4 separate regions of the Mus musculus genome follow, and regions 2, 3 and 4 are each linked to region 1. The links are chromatin contacts, called in public promoter capture Hi-C maps. All regions are on one chromosome and are shown on one strand. Each heading gives the region's core, a stretch centred on a gene start, on an enhancer-like site or on the middle of the called end of the contact. The rest is flanking DNA. Distances are from core to core; before and after follow the strand shown.

Evidence for each region. Promoter capture Hi-C pulls out the DNA fragments that hold promoters and counts their contacts.
Region 2: a promoter capture Hi-C map of the HPC-7 cell line shows a contact between it and region 1, with 2.7 times the contacts expected there. The contact joins the enhancer-like site here to the promoter of Rnf8 in region 1. A contact is called at or near these places in 3 of 39 promoter capture datasets (the 3T3-L1 cell line, the HPC-7 cell line and hippocampal neurons), 2 of 115 datasets of contacts at active chromatin or transcription factors (astrocytes and memory CD8 T cells) and 1 of 9 other capture datasets (adipose tissue).
Region 3: a contact with region 1 is called in a promoter capture Hi-C map of the HPC-7 cell line, with 2.9 times the contacts expected there. The contact joins the enhancer-like site here to the promoter of Rnf8 in region 1. A contact is called at or near these places in 4 of 39 promoter capture datasets (the 3T3-L1 cell line, the HPC-7 cell line, hippocampal neurons and 1 more) and 1 of 115 datasets of contacts at active chromatin or transcription factors (forebrain).
Region 4: a promoter capture Hi-C map of liver shows a contact between it and region 1, with 2.2 times the contacts expected there. The contact joins the promoter of Cdkn1a here to the promoter of Rnf8 in region 1. A contact is called at or near these places in 1 of 39 promoter capture datasets (liver) and 3 of 115 datasets of contacts at active chromatin or transcription factors (bone marrow-derived dendritic cells, bone marrow-derived macrophages and pancreatic cancer cells).

Annotation. Positions count from the first base shown.
Region 1 is chr17:29,613,461-29,616,212 of GRCm38.p6, reverse strand. Rnf8 (ring finger protein 8) reads right to left here and starts at 1,424. Exons shown (of 8, transcript NM_021419.2): 1 at 1,135-1,424. The coding sequence starts at 1,245. Gm28043 (predicted gene, 28043) reads right to left here and starts at 1,424. Exons shown (of 28, transcript NR_132314.1): 1 at 1,135-1,424.
Region 2 is chr17:30,187,440-30,190,191 of GRCm38.p6, reverse strand. All of the region lies in intron 4 of Zfand3 (zinc finger, AN1-type domain 3), which reads right to left. Among named protein-coding and RNA genes, the nearest start is that of Zfand3, 180 kb to the right of the region's middle. Within about 2 kb of position 1,326, at least 66 of the 459 cell types and tissues checked have an H3K27ac peak or open chromatin away from gene starts, as enhancers often do. A contact at or near this core is called in the HPC-7 cell line, adipose tissue and astrocytes, where this site is marked.
Region 3 is chr17:30,158,311-30,161,062 of GRCm38.p6, reverse strand. All of the region lies in intron 4 of Zfand3 (zinc finger, AN1-type domain 3), which reads right to left. Among named protein-coding and RNA genes, the nearest start is that of Zfand3, 150 kb to the right of the region's middle. Within about 2 kb of position 1,337, at least 18 of the 459 cell types and tissues checked have an H3K27ac peak or open chromatin away from gene starts, as enhancers often do. A contact at or near this core is called in the HPC-7 cell line, where this site is marked.
Region 4 is chr17:29,092,404-29,095,155 of GRCm38.p6, reverse strand. It overlaps Cdkn1a (cyclin-dependent kinase inhibitor 1A (P21)), which reads right to left and starts at 1,387. Exons shown (of 3, transcript NM_007669.5): 1 at 1,295-1,387.

The DNA.
Region 1 (2,752 bases), core at 175-2,674:
CCCTCATCAATGGAAGTCAGGACAAAAACTCACACAGGGCAGGAACCTGGAGGCGGGAGCTGATGCAGAGGCCATGGAGGGGTGCTGCTGACTGGTTTGTTCAGCCTGCTTTCTTATAGAACACAGGTGCACCAGCCAAGGGACAACCCCACTCACAATGGGCTGGGCCCTCCCCTATCAATCACTAATTAAGAAAATGCCTTACAGCTGGATCTTATGGAGACATTTGCTCAATTAAGTTTCCCTCTTTTCAGAGGACTCTGGTTTGTGTGCCAAGTTGACAAAAGACCAGCCAGTACACATGACCAACATTCAGTACTGTACAGGCTTTCCAAAACCTCAAGGATTCTACATTGCAAGCGCATCCCTGACCCAGTTCTGCTTCCAGAGCAGACTGCAAGGATTGAAAGCCCACAACAGCACCCAGCACCTCTCCCCCACTTAGAACTGTTCCTCCCACTTTGTCTTTGTTTCTAATTTTGCGTTTGTGGAGCTGCAGATACAGCTCATTTGGTAGAGTCCTTGCCTTCCAAGTTCTGTGACCCTGCGTTCAATCCCCAGCACCGGCCTTTTAAGTCAGCTTTACATTGTGAGCAGTTTCTGGAGAGAAGGCTGACCCACTTCAGGAGTGGCCCACCCCGACGCTCCAGTTCCCCTCGGAGATGGAATGGAAGACTTTTATTTTCAGTATTACAGTTCGAGGGGTTTAGGCATGCTACCCTTAAACTCCTGATCACACTTAAAATCAACTCCAGAGAGTCCACGCCCTCCGCAGCCTTCCAGGCGTCCATCTTCAGACTCCCTAGACAGGTTCGCCACTCCTAGGAATCAGTGGGGACGCCTCTGCCTCAGTTTCTCCGTCTCTGATAGACCCTTAACTGGGACAGTGCCTGTTCTCGACCCCATCCTTCTCCTCGCTGGGAGGCCCGCGTCCGTTACAGCGGCTCCGGCACGGGTCCCGCTCCCGCGCAGCCGCCCTCCAGCTCGGGCCTCAAGCCGCGGACTCGCCTGGCCTCGCGGCCCGGTCCCTCCGGGCCCTGAGGTGGCCGGAGCCCGCTGCCTCGGCGCCTCCCCGCCGACCGGTGTGCGCGGCCTTCCCCCGCTCCCGCAGCTCGCCAGGCCTCTCGCCCTCACCTCAGTCCCAGCCTCCAGCTGCAGCCACTCGCAGTCCATCCCCAGCCGCCGCAAGCACCAGCTCCGGCGGGCCGCGAGCTGCCCCGAGACCAAGGGGTCGGGCTCGCCCATGGCCCGACCGGCACTGGGGCAGCGTTCAGCAACCAGCCAACCTCTAGCCTGAGCTCCGGCCGCCTCCGAGGTTCCTCTCGCGCAACTTAATCTACACACAAGACAGAAGCAATCGCCCGGGGATCGACCGCGTTGAGAGCGCGGGCCCGCCCCAGGCCTGGGAAGGCGGGCAGTGCGCGTGCGCAGCGGGAGGCGGGCGGGAAGTGCGCAGGTGTGAGCCTGAAGAAGGACGAGCGTAACGTCTGCTGCGGACAAAATCCTAAACTAAAGCATAGATTTTAGGACTTGGAGGATGGCTCAACGAGTAAAGCTACTTGCTGGCAAGCGTGGAGACGATGCTCAGGCTTCACCTATATGGTGGCTGGGGAAAACTGACTTTTCAAATTGGCCTCTGACTTCCAAATGCGCACCCTAGCGGGTGGGTGTGGGTGTGCGCGCGCGCCTGTGTGCGCGCAGAGTAATAAACACTTAAAAGTTATAGATTAAAAATTATAGTAAACAACAGAAACACTCTCTTTCCTTGGGTTCGTGAGTATAATAATGACTTTCCCAATACCTTCTTTCCTCTCTGCGCTCTCCAAAGCCAGTACCCCAGATCCAGCAGCAATGAACCTGAACCTTTATTTGTATCCCACCCCTTTTTCCTTTGGCAGAGTGTGGTGGAGGATGAGGAGTTCAAGGGCATCTACCGCTATGCAGTGAGTTAGAGGCCAGCCTGGGATATGAGACCGTGTCTACAAAACAAACAAAAATTGCTTTATAACACGGTGATGACGGCCATAACCATTTTATTGAGAACTATAGCCTACTTTGGGTTGGGAGTAGGAGATTCTGAACATTGAACACACAGCCAAGGATGTACTCTGTAGCTAAATTATACCTCCACCCCATTATAACCCACTTTTGAGTGATTTAGAAAAGTCTGATCATTTTAAGGTTGATTCAGTCTATTCCTATTTAGCATCTATTTGTTTTTCATGACCTCATTTTGTTTCTGAATCTTTAAAAATTATACCAGGCAAATCTGTAGAGATGGATCGCATTACCTGGGGCTCATACAGGGTACAGAAGGAATGGAAATGGGCTTGAAGGGGCTAGGGAGATGAAACTCTCCCTTCTCTCTCCACGCTGAAGTTTGGGTGTTTAAGATATGTGTGTATGGGCTGGAGAGATGGCTCAGCGGTTAAGAGCACGGACTGCTCTTCTGAAGATCCTGAGTTCAAATCCCAGCAACCACATGGTGGCTCACAACCACCCGAAAGGAGATCATGAGATCTGGTGCCCTCTTCTGGTGTGTCTGAAAACAGCAACAGTGTACTTACATATAATAAATAAATCTTAAAAAAAATAAAAAAAAGATATATGTGTACATGTTTTGCCTGCATGTATGTCTCTGAGCCAAGTGCATGCCCAATGGCTGCAGAAACCAGAAGAGGTTGTTGGATCCCCTGGAACTGGAGTTTATTATTTTTATGGATTGTTTTGGTTCGGTTTATTTTTATGTATG
Region 2 (2,752 bases), core at 77-2,576, 570 kb before region 1:
TGTGTCAAACAGTGCCAACAAGAATGCTAGGGAACAAATGTGCGTGGTCCAATGCTGAGATTCCCTTTAGCCGTTTAGACACCAAGATTGCATGTGTTCTTGTAGAAAACACAAAGGAGGTATTCTCAAACAGCAGCGCCTATGGAAGGCTTCTGATTCTACCAACAGTTTCTGCCTACAAAGGACTGGCCATCCTACACGACCATTGGGCCCTAGTCGTTTCTCCAAGAGCCGTGCCCTCACTTCTGTGTAAGTGGACAACCAAACCATTTATGCACAGCTGTGCTGTGAGCATCAGTCTTACAGGACTACAGCAGTAGTCCCAACCTTTCTCATGCTGTGACCCCCCAATAATAAAATTACCCTGTGGCCAACTCATAACTGTAATTTTGCTGCCATTGTGAATCATATTATAAATATCTAATATACAGAATATCTGACATGTGACCCTGAGGAAGGGTCATTTGACTTCCAAAGGGGTAGAAAGACCCACGGCTGAGAACCACTGCTCTCCACTAAGATGACCCACTCAGCAGACTGCACTCTTAGAACTAAGGCACTCTTCCCAGACACTAAGACCCTCAGCAGCAAGGCTCTGGGATACACTGACTTCCTCGGCCCTCACTGATGGCCTTACATTAAATGGGAAGAGACCCTAGCGCCCTCTAAGGCTCCCTGGTGTGAGGAGGTGAGGATTGAAACTTCCCACTGTCTGCTGCATTGCCGCCAAGGCTGATTGCACTGCATGTCACTTCTCCGTGAAGTAAGTCACTCTCCAACATTTTTCTCACAGGTCAACTTGGTGTTTTAATTAGAAGCTAATGAAATAAACAGAAGTCTACAGGCTCAGCATCATGGCTATGGAAGAATTTTATATCTCCTCTGCTAATTATTTAATGAAACCTTGTGCCGTGGGGTAAATTACCTAAATAAGAGAAACAGATGTCTATTGTACAGATTCTAATTACATAATAATGACCTAAATAATTCAACTATTCAATTATAAATTTTAAGTCAGTTTAAAAAAAAAAAGCTCTCAGAAAAGACCTAAAAATGAGTTAACAGTAAAAAGGAAAAAACAAAAAATCAAACCTTGATTATCTGCCTTCTGCTTCTGAGATTCAGCCCCTCTAACTTGTAGCATTCTCAGCTTGGGGATCAATGGCAGAGACCATCTAACTAATCTATTTGCATATGCTGAACTTGAGCAGTAAGGGTTAAATGCGGAGAGCAAGGTGAACAGAAATAACTCTCACACTCAGCTGTAACTGTCAGAAGAAAGCGCCTCAGAGGGGAGCACGCTCATTAGCAGCAGGAGGAGTGGCAGTGCCAAGGCTGATACAGTTCCCACCCCAGGAGTTCCGAGTGACTTCTAATTAAGGTCCTTCATAAAGAGCCAACAAAGCACATTTTCCCAGTGAGCTCCCCCCAGAGAACTACTCCAGGCTGGGTATGCCCACGCTGGCTGCACACCCCATGCCAGGCCCTCAACGCTGTAGACCCCTCTTCTCGGCCAGTGTTTAGCAATGACAAAGACACCACGTGAGACCTTATAGAAAACTTTCACCTATTTAACTGGTGTCCAATTGCTTGGTCTGAAGACAGCCACTGCTCATCATGTGACAGAGGAAACAAGTGCAGTGTTTTTAAAAAACAAATGTCTACAGAGAGAAATTCCTCTAATTGGACTCTGCTAGCCAAGAGCAGACAGTAACTAGCACTGAGTCTTTCAAGTAAGGCATACATTTACAACGGCAGCCTGACGGCAACAAACAGGGCTGCTCCTTTTCAAACTGTTTGTCTCTGACAGAGATCCACGTTTGCTCCATTCTGTCACTGTTCCTGTCTTTATTACTCATGTTCTCTCCTGAAGTTTTCCAAATGAATTCTGTCAGGCCTGTCAAAGCCCGCATCCCGTCTCTCTTACTCTCCTGGCGCTGTACGGCTGGCAGCCCACGCCCACTCCAGGCTGCTAACAGTGGCTGTGGCCTGCTGACAACTCAGGGGCCTCACACCCTCTGCTCCAGGCAGCCCACAGCACAGAACCCCAAAGCTAGAGACAACGAACGACAAAGAAGCAGCCCCCTTCATCCACACCTTGCACACAGGCGAGAAACAGAGGAGCCTGTCTGTCTGTCTCCGCTCCATGGCAGCTTTGAGGTACTCAATCAGTTTTTTCAGACCTATCACAGTCTCTTGACAGATTGACATTTATGATCCCAACAGCCTGTGCAGCCATCAGTAAGAGCAATAATTAATGAACCCTCACACATCACTGCTGTCTCTCCCTCCACCATTTACAGGAGCTTAAGCCGCTAAAAACCTCTGTCCGCGAAACCCACCAGCCTCTCCCTGGAAAAACTGATAAAAGAGACTTGAAAAGGGCCTGTTTCACAGGCTCCTTCCTACGCGTTGCTTTTGGAGCATGTGGAGGGATTAGATCTGGCATTTTATTCTGTGTACCCAAAAAAGAAAGACAGACAGAAGGGGGGGGGGACCAAAACCTTCAAGACAGTGAGCTCCCTCATTATCCACTAAAAACTTATTTTTGTACTTAATTCAAATGGGATTTTCCCTTTCTTATAAATGTATTATATTCTAGGGTCTAATGACCCTAGAATAGCAAACTTAAAAAACAAAACACTGCATGGACAGACCTAGATTCTAGAGGCATTCTAGACTAAGATTCTCCTGTGAAGAATGCTAGATGCCAATCCTAGATCCTAACCACCTAACACTCACCTGTTCGCAG
Region 3 (2,752 bases), core at 88-2,587, 540 kb before region 1:
GTATCATTGCCAGGTGCTGGAGATTTATCCCCAGCGCTGTGCTGTGCTCTGCTGCTCGCTCTGGTGAGTCTGCTCTGGGCGCAAGGCTCCATTCCCACCCCAGTGACTTCTAGCTCAACTCACACCCTAAGGAGCAGCACTGCCTAGACGCTGCCACTGAGAAACACAAAAGCACCCAGGAGCAACACGGAGTAAATTTCTCTACACCATTCGGGAATACTGTAGGCTCAGACATACTGCCCCAGTGGAGCAATAGAACAGCTAAATTAATGGGTGTGTTTGGGCCTCTTTCTCCTTGGTAAGAGTGCAAGCTACGATAAATGACCATAAAAGTAAAAACTAAAATGTTCTACATGTATTCACGAACGTAAGCAAACTAAATTTGCTCAAAGCACACAGAAAGAAAAGGTTCAAATCCAAGGGCCACCCTGCACCCCACACTGTTCTAAAACAGCAACAAGCCAGTTCACACGCTCTGGCACAGCACAGACACAAGTGACTGGTGGCAAGGGGACACTGCTCTCATTTAGGGGCACTGTTACAAACCAGGAAGCATTCCCCTGCTTTTCCCAAAATCTATGCACCAGATGTGGTGTTTCAGACTGAAGCGCCCGGCACCCAGTCATCCACGTATCTAGTGCCTTAGTGAGTCCTTGTTTCATTATCTAACACAAACACGTGAGACACACTAATTACTAAAACCCAGTACCAGCCAACACAGAACAAAGCACGGGCCATCTCCCTTTACCTCCTCAACGGTCAAGCCCACATCCTCTAGGACACATCATAGACTACAGTGGGAAAGACTTTATTTAATTGGGCAAAACATGGGATGGTGGTACCTTTTCAATTAAAACATTTGCAGCTTTGTCAAATATTTTATATTCATTTTGCACCCCCCCCCCCAACTCCAGGATCAAATGAACCTCTTAAGACCTAAAATGATGAATGAACAAGGTAAAGGATTTTTAATACTTTTTCCTTGCCGTGGCAGATTTACTGTTTTGATCTTTCTTCAATGGTTACATTAAATGCAAATAAAAAAGAAAGGTTTATATCTTCCCTAATATTCTACTGATAGAAACTACATAAGTAGGTCAAATTTCTCATTTTCTGCCTCAAATGCTGAGACTGCAGACCTGAGGACGAACTCTGTCTGGAAGACCAACAAGGAAGAAACGTGAGTTACAGGTGCCCTCCCAGGAAGAAGAAGGGGAGGGGAAGAGAGGCGAGAAACGAGGGGAAGGGAAGAAGGAGAAGATACAGGAGAGATGACTCGTTTTTAGGAGAGCCACTCATGGTGAGTAACACTGACCACTACGGCTCGATCCACTTTAGAATGCAATGTTCAACATTTCAGATTAAAATGTTTTCATGAATACCAACAACCACACAACTGCAGGTGCAAGCTACATCTGACCTTTTAGGTTCTGAATCAGCTGGAAAGATTTTATAGAACCTCTTAGTTGCCCACAGGAAGGAAGCCTTCCTTTAACTGGTTCTGAATACTGCTGTGGAGGGCGGTTAGCATGTCAGCTGTCGTCTGTAGGGTATTCTCTTGACTAATGACTGATAGAGATAGATAGGTCCGCTCACCAGAGGACAAAGCCAGTCAACAGCGCTCCTTCCCAGCCTCTGCTCTAACTCCTGCCCTGACTTTCTTCAGAGGTGGAGTGTGACCAGAAAGTTTAAGATGAAATAAATCCCCTTTCCTCCCCAAGTAACTCTTACCACAGTGATAAAAAAAAAAAAAACAACAACAACAACAACAAAAAAAAAAAAAAACACCCACTACAACTGCAATTTTGAAATAACAAGCCCCAGGAAAAGCCTCAACAGCAAATAATCTTTAAGAAAGCCTAACAAAAAGCCAACCCCACTCCCACCCCTGCTTCCCACAAAATATTTTAAGCACAAAAATAAGAAACGATTTTTTCTATATAAGTAATACTGTGTAAGAATGCTGACCGAAGCCCCAACCACCATGCTTATGCATGTGGTATCATGTGGTGATCAGAAAAGATGAAGGACAAAAGCAATTCTTCTGGCGGCGTGTTGCCAAGGAAGCAGATTCTCCCTTGTAGCATATCTGATCTTGGCAGAAAGGTTCCAAGAATTAACAAGGGAACATGTGAAAAACACTGCAAGCCCTGAAGAACTTTGAGCTCTGCCGTCACCTGCAGGTGTGGCGCGCTTTAGCCAAGGCAGCCCGCAACACACACCCAGCGTTTTTTTTTTTCAGCCCTTCACTGACAGACATCTCAGCTTTCAACAAAGACTGAACGGGGGTGAAGAAGGGGGATACCCACCCAACTTTTCATTTGTTTTCCTGATTAAATACCCAAATTATTGTGATGATGCTTATTTTTACCAACAAAGAATGCAGTGAAGTTACCTCACAGGGGATCTGGGTGTGGTCCCAGCACTCACACAAAGGCTCACAACCCTCCCTGACCAGTTTCAGACGACAGGCTATCTTCTTCTGGGCTCCTTGGGCACTAGGCAAACATGTGGTGCATATGTATACAGGCAACAAACTCACACAGAAAATTATAAATCTTAAAAAAAAAAAATCCCCATGTCTAAAGCCCAGCATCAGAAAGCCTTTCAACCCAGCTCACCAGCAGAGCTAATCCTCCTTTTGCTCCTAGGGCTCCTATTTGCAATCTGTGTCTTAGAGCTACTACAGAGCACTACGTTATGGCTCCTTCTCTTCCTTGCTGCCCACCCCCACTTCTCATAGTAATGGCTG
Region 4 (2,752 bases), core at 138-2,637, 520 kb after region 1:
ACGTAGGGGACAGAGGAAGCTGCCAGCGCGCCCCCAAATGCCAAACCCAAGCCCAAAGTATTTCCCGCACGACCAGGGTGCAAGTGTAGCCCTTGTCCCCGGAGGTTCCGAGTGGAATGGATGTGCCCTAGTGGGCGCACTCAGCCTGGTCACCTTCCTACACTGGGTGTGGACTGGGTCGAGGGCCCCAGCCCCGGGGCGTCTGATGTACGGCACCCGTAAGCCTCACTCCGCGAGGATACCGGCCGCTCTACAGTGCGGGCTCCTCTCGCGCCCCACGGTCACTGGTCCGGGTCGTGGTGGGCGCGGTGGGTGGGACCCTTTGCGCTTCCCGGGCTGGCAGGGTGGACAGGACCCGCCCAGACTCCCTGTCCCCGAGGGCGCGCCGCCGAGCGGGGACCGGACACCGCGTCCTGGACCTCCCCGTGTCCCGGGTTCCCTGGGAACATACTGTGCCCGCCAAATAGGTCACTGTGCCGCGCGGGGGAGGGGACGGGGCAGGAACGAGGCTGTACCCGGGCAGGGAAAGGGGCTTCTGGGCTGCCACTGACCCATCCCCAGTTGTGGCGCGATTCTGGTCTCAATCCAGTGCCCGGGGTCTCCTTGTCACAATGAGTCACCTCCTCGCCTGTCCTCTAGGACGTGCCCAGGCACGATCCCGAGGGCGGAGGACACAGCTCGCGCTGACCTCAGAGCCCAGTGGGGTGGTGGCTACCGCGAAACAGGGCACTTGGTTCACAAGGACCGGGGATCCGGCGGCACCCATGGGATCGGAGAACCGCTCTGCGCTAAGCTCTAGATAGACTCGCCGAAGCTTGTCACAACCGCCACCCAGGACCCATCTCGGGGCACCGTGAGCTTCATTCTCACGCTTTGGGCGAGCCGCACCTGGAATCCCTAGAAACATTGGCAACCAGAAGCGAGCTCCCGGTAGCCGATCCCCGCCAGCCATCGCTCGGACCCGGTCTCCAAGGACTGGAAGAGTGGCTGCCATCCGTGGTCCTGGAGTTCAGACTCTGTATGCCGAGTCCGCGACATAGCCTGACCCTCGTCACACTCCAACAAACGAAGCCTTCAGCCACCACGGACGCTCAGACCCACACCCGTCATCCACCTGCCGCGGACACACCTGTGACTCTGGCGGGCACGCACAAATACACATATACACACACAGGTGATCCACTCATCACCACACACACACACACACACACACACACACACTTCTGGGGACACCCACTGGGCTCAGCGCATTGCTACGGGGAAGAACTATTGTTCCCTGCCACGAAGCTCTCACCTCTGAATGTCTGGATATCGCTGTGGATCTGCGCCTGACTCCAATTCCCCTAGACTCTGACACCGCGGCGGCTCACACCTCTCGGCTGCTGCAGTTGGCGTCGAGCTGCCTCCTTATAGCGTCGGCCCAGGCCCCGCCCCCTCAGAGGCAGGACCAACCCACTCCTTCACCGATCCCGGGGACTCGCTGGCCCGCCCTCCCCTCTGGGAATCTAAGCCCGCGCCAGACAGCTAGAACCGGCGCGCGTTAAGAGGGCGCGCCCTCCCCTCCCCCACACCTGGGCTATTCTCTTGTCACGCAGCGCACCAGCAGAGCCACATACATCTATGAACAACAGTACAGTTAGAGCTGAGTGAGTGTTTATGGGTCTGTCCCTGACCAACTGTGGGAAGGACTAACTCTTTTCCAGATCACTGATATTAGTAAATAAAATCCTGGGTTTCGGGAGGTGGGTCTGTTGGTACAGTGTTTGCCTAACTTGCTGGAAGTGAAGCCCTGGGTTGGAGCTCCAGGGCCCCATAAACTGGGCATGCGGGGTCACGTCTGTAATAACAGCGCCCAGTGGGGGGTGAGGAGGGGGAAATAGGCATTCAAGGTCGTTTTGACAGCTACCTATTCCGATGGAGACCAACTTGAAATATGTGACACTGTTTCAAATATAAATAAATTGATCATTTGAGTATGATAGCAAAAGCCTGGAATCCTATACTTGGGAGATTGAGGCACGAGGGGCGTTACAGGTTCAAGACCAGCCTGGGCTATCCATTGAGACCCTCTCAAAAACAAAACAAGCCCATAAATAATAAAAAATAGTTTAAAATCCCAAGAAGTCCCACTATGTCTGGAGATTTTTTTCCCCCTCCTCCCAGAAGCCCCTCGGACATCGGGTCCAGAACGCGATCATTTCCTCCCTGTCTCACAGACGAGGAAAGCAGTTCCACAGAAGGAAAGGATGCTGTCAACCGCCTCAGAAATCGGGGAGATTGAGTCCAGTTCTCAGACCACGGACTACCAAGAAAAACAGCCGCCAGGCTCCTTACCTCCCCTCTCCCCTCTTCAGAAGCCAGCATGTGAACATTTCTCACACCATAATACATCCTGCAAGTGAGAGCATCAAGACCTGACTGGGACCACACTAATGGCTACCTGCTGACCTCTGGCAAGCTGCCCAGAGTACTCTGCTTGCAGATTTCTTTCTCTGGGTCCAAAATGAGGGAAATGTCTAATACTCCCCCTCCCAAGATCCAGACAGTCCACTAAAATGACATTGATAAAGGACAATTCTAGAAACATCTACGGATGTTCCTGACAGACATAGCAGTAAGACATTCTCCGTTCCCACCTTCCTCCATGTCTCTAGTCAGTTTTATTTCCTTCTGTTTGGGGTCTTTTGAGACGAGGCCTCGCTATGTAGCCCAGGGTGGCCCTCATATTCAAGGCAATCTTCCTGCCTTAACT